2 separate regions of the Mus musculus genome follow, and region 2 is linked to region 1. Evidence: chromatin contacts called from public HiChIP or PLAC-seq data. All regions are on one chromosome and are shown on one strand. The core of a region is the stretch at or near the end of the contact, and the rest is flanking DNA. Distances in the headings are between cores, read along the strand shown. Region 1 overlaps Cotl1 (coactosin-like 1 (Dictyostelium)). Region 2 has its middle 63 kb from the start of Gm39264.

Evidence for each region. HiChIP or PLAC-seq counts read pairs in DNA pulled down with a chosen protein or histone mark.
Region 2: a contact with region 1 is called in a FOXA1 HiChIP or PLAC-seq map of pancreatic cancer cells. The contact joins two enhancer-like sites.

Annotation. Positions count from the first base shown.
Region 1 is chr8:119,811,413-119,815,391 of GRCm38.p6, reverse strand. All of the region lies in intron 3 of Cotl1 (coactosin-like 1 (Dictyostelium)), which reads left to right. Among named protein-coding and RNA genes, the nearest start is that of Cotl1, 27 kb to the left of the region's middle. Within about 2 kb of position 2,276, at least 163 of the 459 cell types and tissues checked have an H3K27ac peak or open chromatin away from gene starts, as enhancers often do. A contact at or near this core is called in pancreatic cancer cells, where this site is marked.
Region 2 is chr8:120,406,153-120,410,131 of GRCm38.p6, reverse strand. It overlaps a transcript of Gse1 not described here. Among named protein-coding and RNA genes, the nearest start is that of Gm39264, 63 kb to the right of the region's middle. Within about 2 kb of position 2,166, at least 88 of the 459 cell types and tissues checked have an H3K27ac peak or open chromatin away from gene starts, as enhancers often do. A contact at or near this core is called in pancreatic cancer cells, where this site is marked.

The DNA of each region.
Region 1 (3,979 bases), core at 1,027-3,526:
TGACTGCTTTTCCAGAGGTTCTGAGTTCAATTCCCGGCAACCACATGGTGGCTCACAACCATCTGTAATGGAATCCAATGCCCTCTTCTGGTGAGTCTGAAGACAGCTACAGTGTACTCACATAAATTAAATAAATATTTTTTAAAAAATCAAGTTGAGGAGGAGTGGGTTTGTTTGCCTTACTCTTCCACATCGTAGCTCATCACTGAAGGAAGACAGGACAGGAAGTGAAACGGGACAGGAACCTGGAGCCAGGAGCTGGTATTGAGCCCATGGAGGGGTGCTGCTGTCTGGCATGTTCCTCATGGCTTGCTCAGCCCATTTCTTATAGAACCCAGGGGCTTGTATCATACATGATGGGTTGAGCCCTCCCCTGTCAAACACTAAGAAAATGTCCTCTGGGCGTCCCTACAGTCCGATCTTAACTTTCTCAATTGAGGTTCCCTCCTCTCAGATGACTCTAGCTTGTGTCAAGTTGACATAAAACTAGCCAGCATAGTGCCTGCCCAAGCCATGCATTTTGGAACGGTTAGTAGAATTCACACCCTAGATGGGAAGCGCATACCACTTGTGTCAGGCCTTTTGTTGGGGCGGGGGCCTGTTTGCCTGCCTGAGCTGCCTCTTCCAATTTCCCAGATGGGGAGGGACTGCCCTTGGAATAGCAGGAAAGAGGACCCTCAGCGTTGTCTCCAGGGCTGTCCATAGGTCACTTGAGACCATAAATGAGCTTGGATGGAAACTGGTAAACTCATTTAGAAAGATGTATAGGGAAGGGCTGGATCATAGGTATGGGAGATGCAGAAGGTTCCTGGAGTCAGGTAGGGTGTGGGGATAGGTGTTAGCTAAAGACTGGGAGTGACTGCCATTGGTCCAACCACATGAAGTCCTCACCGTGGTCCAAGGGGTAGGAATGATTTCCTAGGCTTTACCATATTCCTGCTGGGGGGGATGTGAGTCTGCACACACCCCTGACTTCAGCTGGGCAGTGTGGTCTCTTGTGGGGTGAGGAGAACAGAGCCAGGTTCATCAGCCCCGAGCCAGGCTCGTGGCGAGCAAGGCCGCAGTCTGACTGATTGTTGATGAGAGACATCAGCCCGTAGCGAAGACCCAGGCTCTGTCTCGGAACCACAGTATGGCTTGGGCTCCAGTGGCCTCAGAAATGCTAGCTGCCTGCCTTGGTCACTTGGAGGGAAAACCATTCAACCCAAGATGAGGGACTCTTGATTCTGCCTTCTAACTTTGAGGTTCCCCAGAACAGCAGGAGTGGAAGGTCGTGACCTGGGGGGTGGGGATGGGGAGGCTGGAACGTGTGATCGGCACCCCCACACTGCTCTCCCACAGTAATAGTCCCAGAGGATCCGTCTCTGGCCTCTGCAGGCAGCAACTATAAAAAACGAATCTGCAGACAAAGTTGTCTTCTGTGGCAGCAGAGAGGAGAGAATGTCCCGTGTGGCTGACCCCACGTGGCTGTTCTGTCAACTTTGGAGACTTGGAAGCATTCGCTTCATGGCGATTTGGTTTTAAATGTGCCTCAAGGTTCGAGGTGTTTTTTTTTTTTTTTTAAGTTTGGGACAGTGAATATGTGTGCACGTACGTGGTGTATCTCTGGTAGAGTATAGACGATTTTGCCTATTTACATTTCTTGCTCTGTACCATTCACTAGTCTGATCTCCTTTTTGAGACGGAGTCACATGTACTAACTTTGTGTGGGGATTTGTGCACACCACAGCAGCATGTGGAGTCTGGACAGCGTGCAGGGGCTGGCCTCTCCTTTCATGGGGGGGGGGGGGGGGCGGGGCAGGGCGGGGATCTGAGATCATCAGGCTTCGAGACGAGTGCCTTTACCTTCTGAGCCATCTCCCCACCCAGTCTCGAATTTCTGATCCTCTTCTCTCTGGGATTACAGGCCTGCGCCAACACGCCAGGTTTATGAAGTGCTGGGGCTTGAACCCAGGGCTCTGTGCACGCTAGGCATGCCCTCCGCCAGCTGAGCCACGTGCACAGCCCCTGTTTGTTTGTTGAGACAGAGTTTTGCTATGTAACACAAACTGGCTTCAGACTGGTGGGCAGTCAGTCTCCTGCTCTCTGGGCTTGCATCCCACACTGCCTGGTTGTAGTGTGACCACGGGACAGCTCTTGTGGTTTTAGCCATAGCTGCACCCAGCCCTTAGAACTTCCCTTTAGATTTCTTAGTCCTTATCTTGTCTTCCTAAACTCTTGTTCCTGACCCAGACTTCAGGTTCTTCTTTACATTGCCATATAAGGCTGTCAAACAAGCAGAGGACTTTGAACTTCCTCTTAGGCTTCTTGCCCCATTGACTTCCTTGCTGGGGCACCCGCGCCCCTCCCCCGTGCCGCTGGCCTGGGAGTTGAGACACAACTCTCTATTCTCTTTCCAGACCTGGGGTCCACTGCCTTCCATGGTCTGGGTCACATGCATAAGCTTAGCAGTGCTGGCCCTGGGGCTGCTGGGAAGGGTCTTTGAATTTGGGGCTGCATAAGGCTGTCTCAGCTCTGCCCCCAGGGCCTTATCGTAACCTGGTAAAAGGCTAATGTATTGAGGGTGGATTCAGTCAGATTGTGTGAGGCTTGCCTCTCTTGGCAAATATTAACCCCTCCTCCATATCCTGCCATGTCTTGGTGGCCTTGCTCATGGTATCTAGGAAGCCGAGAACGTGATCTTTCTGGTGCTATGGCGACTTTGCTGATTTTGGTTTTTATTGATGTAAAATCCATTTAATGTAAAAGTAAGCTCTTTAACCACCCCTCCCTAGTTCCAAAGCATTTTGCTCCCTTTCTTGATATCTACATATAGTAGTTGGGGGTGAGGACAGTGCTGGGGCTTGAACCCGCGCCCTCCTGCCTGCTAAGGTAAGCACTGAACTGAGCCACACTCCTGCTCTGAGGCTGTAGTCCCAGGTCTGTGACCTTGGGCAGGCATTGTGGTCTTCAGACTCTGTCTTGTTTGTAAAAGAAAAATAATCTTGATTGTCTTTGAGAATTTTTATCTTTTGGTTTTTCGAGACAGGGTTTCTTGTGTAGCCCTGGCTGTCCTGGAACTCGCTCTGTAGACCAGGCTGGCCTCGAATCCCAGAGAGCCACCTGTCTTTGCCTCCTGAGTGCTGGGACTAAAGGCATATGCCACCAGTTCCTGGTGTCTTTTGGAATCTGAAAAGCTGCCATTGGGCTGGTGTGGGGCAGAGTGAGCTGCTCTTCTGACCCCTGCTGGCTTGCAGTCACCTCCACGAACTGTGCAGTTTTACCACAATGCGTCTTAGATGACATCTGCCGTTTCCTGTTTTGTCTCCCACCCCTGGTCACCTCTGGTCTGCTTTCTCTGTGGATTTGCCTTTTTTGGACATTTCCTGTCAGAGGAACCAGACAGTGGGTGGCTCTTCATGTCTGTCTGTTTTTGCCCATGTTCAGGGATTTGTTCGCCCATGTTGCACCGGGCATTAGAATTTCATCGATGACTAATTAATGCGTCACCATTTGGAACGTCCATGCATTGAGGGTCTGCCTTACCCTCTCTTCTCATCTGATGGCTAGCTACCTGGGGTGCTTGGCTGTTTGGGGTGAATCACGTAGCTGTGAAGTCTGGGCATGTGTGTCTGTGCCCGGGTGATTTCATTTCTCTCAGGCAGAGCTTTCAGTGTCCAGCCCTAGGGTCATAGTTGCAGTTTTCCATATTTTGACACTGTAGCTTGGTCTCAGTACCACAGCACAGTGTGTGTGTGTGTGTGTGTGTGTGTGTGTGTGTGTGTGTGTGTGTAGCGATTATGGTGTCATAGGCCTGGGGATGTTGCTCAGTGGTAGAGTGCTTGCTTGCCTAAGACTAGGGCCTGAGCTCCTTCTCCTAGTACTGATGCAGGTGTGGGAGTACGATGTGCAGTGTTGAGGAGCATGCCTGTGGGGTGTGTGTGTGTGTGTGTGTGTGCGCGTGTGTGTACCTCTTACCGTACAGGCTTTTGTTGGCCTT
Region 2 (3,979 bases), core at 917-3,416, 590 kb before region 1:
TGAGTCACCTGCTGCGTACATGATAGTCTGAACCTATGCGCATACATGTGCACGCTGCCCACTCGTGCGTGCGTATGCTCCCTGTGCATGTGCCTGTGCCTATGCAAACCATGTTATACATGTATGTGTTATGTGTGTTAGACAGTGTGGACCAAAGGCTCTCCAGACACCCACCCTCCTCCACAACCTCATGTGTGTGAGCGTGTACATATGTGCCTGTGTGTTCTTCTGCCTGTCATGTCTCTGAACAAAGTACACCCTCTACTCTGCAAGCAGACACCATCTGTCTCCCTTGCCGCTTGGCCATTTGAGCCGTTGTTTGGGGGGCTGGGGGGTGGAGACCTCCCTGCAGAGAGGACCAGATGGTGGAGTGGACCATTTCCCTACCGGCCCTCCCTGTGGCCCACCCTGGCCTCCGGGCCACCTGGGGCATGGCAGGGCACCACTCCCAGCCCTGGTGCCTCAAGGCTGCCCTGACCCCCTGGCCCCAGCTCCACCACAAGTGGCCTTTTGCCCCGGCCACATTAATCTCTGTCCAGGTCAGTTGGCTGAGGCAGGAGAGCAAACAGGGCAAGTCCCCAGGGCGTGCAGACAGAGTGGCTGTCGAGTGACCCCCAACAGCCCTGGCTCAGGGCTCAAGAGGGCAGAGGGCAGAGGGCGGAGGGCAGAGGGGTGAGTTCCCATGTGTCTCCGGACCTTCAGGGATCTGGAGGGGGAGACAACTTTGTCCCCAGCAGATCACTGCTGCAGGTCAACCGCTTGTCTCTCAAGCAGGTCATACAGTGGCTCTGAGAAGCACAGGGTCTGTACTTCCTCACTGGCCATTCCAGGTTCCCTGGGGACTCTTGAGGCAGCTGTCAATCACTTGTGTAGTTATTCAATAGATAAACTGCTGAGACCGAGTGAGCAGGGCACAGGGCTCCCTCCCAGACCAACTGCACGCACTAAATTCTGGTCTCTCACTGCCTAACTGCAGAGCCTTGGTAAGGGGTATCAACAGAAACTGGGCCTCAGTTTCCCGATCGCACTCACATTCCAGGCCGCTCTGTGGCCTGGGAGAGGCCCACAGGCCTCCGACTCACAGACATCACATGCATTAAGGGAGGTGCCAAGAAGGGAGGGTCCCAGGCATCAGCAGGAGCTCCTGCCAGGGCATCCTATTTCCTTTCTACATCTCTGGAGGATGAGACCCAAAAGAACAGGAACAAAGCTGCAGGACCCTGGGGGTGGCAGAAGCTCTGACTGTCAGGTGTGCTGTCTATTCCAGCCACAGGGGAGGGGGAGGGGCAGGAACCACAGGGAGGCAAGAGAACAGGCAGGAATATGGTGGCCAAGGCCTGAGCTTCTGATGGCTCTTTATAATGTACGCCCTGTGCTGAGAACTTTCTAGCCACAGAACCCCCAGAAAGTTCCAGGCTCTTTCTTGTACAAAGATGTTAACAGCTAAAGGGTCAAAGGGGAGCTGAGTCTCCGCACACCCCCTGCTGGCTAGCCCTAGGCCTGGAAGGAAACAACGTGAGAAATGGATGTATGTATGTCTGCATTCTGTACCGGAGGCACAAGCCCAGGCAGGGCAAGGGACAGGGCCCAAGTAATGACTGATGGGCATCTGGGCATCCGTGGGCTGCTTCTTCCTGGGCTCTGATCCCTCACAAGTGCGGGTGGTGTGGGAGCTGGTTTCCGCTCTCCCTGCTACCATTTCCCTCCCAGGCATCATATGGCTTCCTGGGGACAGCAGGGGACCTGGCATTTGGCCTCTTCGGGCTTTCTAGACATGAGATCAAGGAAGGGAGAGTGATTTCCTTGAGGTCAGCTCTCTGTTTACATATGAAAGGCCCCCACTTCCTCCGGGGAATGGGGGCTGTTTAGAGGAGGGGCACAGAGGGTCTTGTGACCCCAGGAGTCCCCTCAAGGGCCTCTAATGAGGTGGTCAGATGGTAGGAAGAGGCTGTGTGGACAGGCCCCTTGAACAGGCCACTTCTTAGTTCGTGCCTCCCCCTCCCTTCCCTTAATGGGGAATTTCATGGGTGTGGTAGCTTGTGAGAGAAGCTATGCCCCGCCCACCTCTGCCATCTGTTCAAGGCCAAAAGTCACAGGGAAGGGGTGAATAAGGAGGGGAGGGCCACTCAGTGGCCTGACCCCCTCCTGTCCCACTCACTCACACCAGATGTCTCCAGCCCACCCCGCTGCCAGGAGCCCACCGAGGTGGATGGGGCTAGTCCTGGCTGGGCCGGGCCTGTGGCTCCCTCTGCAGTCACAGCACAGCCTAGCAGCACTGAAGCCTCACAGGTGTTGATGGTTAGCACCTCCCGGCGGCCTGCCCGTCACAAGTGGGGGAACTTTCTCGGTCTCTCTCTGGGGTTTGAAGTTTGGGCTGTGTGAATCTGGCCAGGCCTCCAGGGGGCACTGGGAGGGCACATCCTACCCCAGAGATTCATCTTTGTCCCATGGGGGTACCAAATTCTGCTTCCTTGAGGCGGTACCCAAGCAACATGCCTCAGACAGCAGGTTGACAAATTCATACGAGGGTGTGGATGGACGAACGACAGGCTTGCACACGGGAGCCGGAATTTAGGGTTAGCATAGGGCTGAGCCAGTGGCTGCTGTGTGACCTGAGGCTCAGGTCTTGAGATCTCTGGGCAGTTTGTAGATAGCATTAAGGGTAGATCTGAACAGACTCTATTAACCCTGGACTGAGGGAGGCCCCAGCCACCTTAGTCCCAATTTCTGAAAGGCTTCTGGAGATAGAGAGTTTTCACAGGAAGCTGCCCAGCAGAGCCTCCACAGGGGACATTGTAGCTACAGCACCCAGCACCCGTCCTCACAGGCAGGACAGATAGGGCCCAGGGGAGTGGAGGCACCCTCTGTCATCCACTCCAACATAGGAATCCCTCTGCCTGGATTCCTGTGTGGGGACACTGGCCACATGTGTGCAGCCAGTTCTAAGAGACCAGGACACATGTGGGTCTGAGCTGGCCTGGCCCACCGCAGAGAGGAGAGAGGTCTGTGCATCACTTGGGAGGACTGTGAGGTACCAGGGCATCCCACATAGTCTTCTCCCTCCCAGGTGACTCCCATGAGCCCACAGGCTCCGTCCCTCCCATGACATCAGATGCCAGATGAAAGAGAACACACAGTTCTACAGCTGTGACAGGTTCAGAATCCCAGAGACAGGGTGGCAGCCGGCAACGAAAGGCGCCATCTTTGGATCTGTATAGGGGAAGCAGAGTAGCTAATCTGCAGGCCAATCTGCAGCCTGCTGCCCTCCCTGATGGGACTTTGCCTAACCTACAAGAAATGAAATGAAAGGCCTTATGGTAAGTCCATTGAAACCATCAAAACGCCAACATTTCTATTGTGAGCACTTGCGATACCTCAGGGGCTCATGTGACTGGTGGCTCTTTCTAGGAGTTCAGACAGGGGAACATAGAGAGGCTGGAACTGCCTGGAGCTATGGAGTTGTTAGAGATATTCAACTCCCTGGTCCTTGGTGTCCTTGTCTATAAATGTGGGCAAGAGTCCCTTCCCATTGGGCTGAGGAGAGACTCGAGCCCTGAATAAACTGCTTTGCCACAGAAGCAAAACGACCAGGGCGGAATCCCCAGAGCCAGGTGTGGTGGTGTGAGCTTTTTTTCCAACTCTGGGAAGACGGCGATGGAAGATCTGTGCGGCTTGCCAGTCAAACCTACGAGTGAGTCACAGACTTTCTAAGAATGTGGGACATTTGCAAGGGATTCATGTTAAGAGCAGAGTGAGCCATGGAGGGAGTTGTCCTTGCCTGTCTAAGTGCCCAAGAACCACCTGGACCATAGAGACAGAGAAGAGGGGACCCAGGCATTCTCTAGGAGCCTCACAGGCTGTCGGAACGAAGCACTGTCCTCAACCCTATCACAGTAAGTCTTGTGACTGACTGTACAAAGTCCTTCCCACCCATGGGCCTCAGCTTCCTCTGGTCAGGGGTTGGGCCACAGTCAGTCAC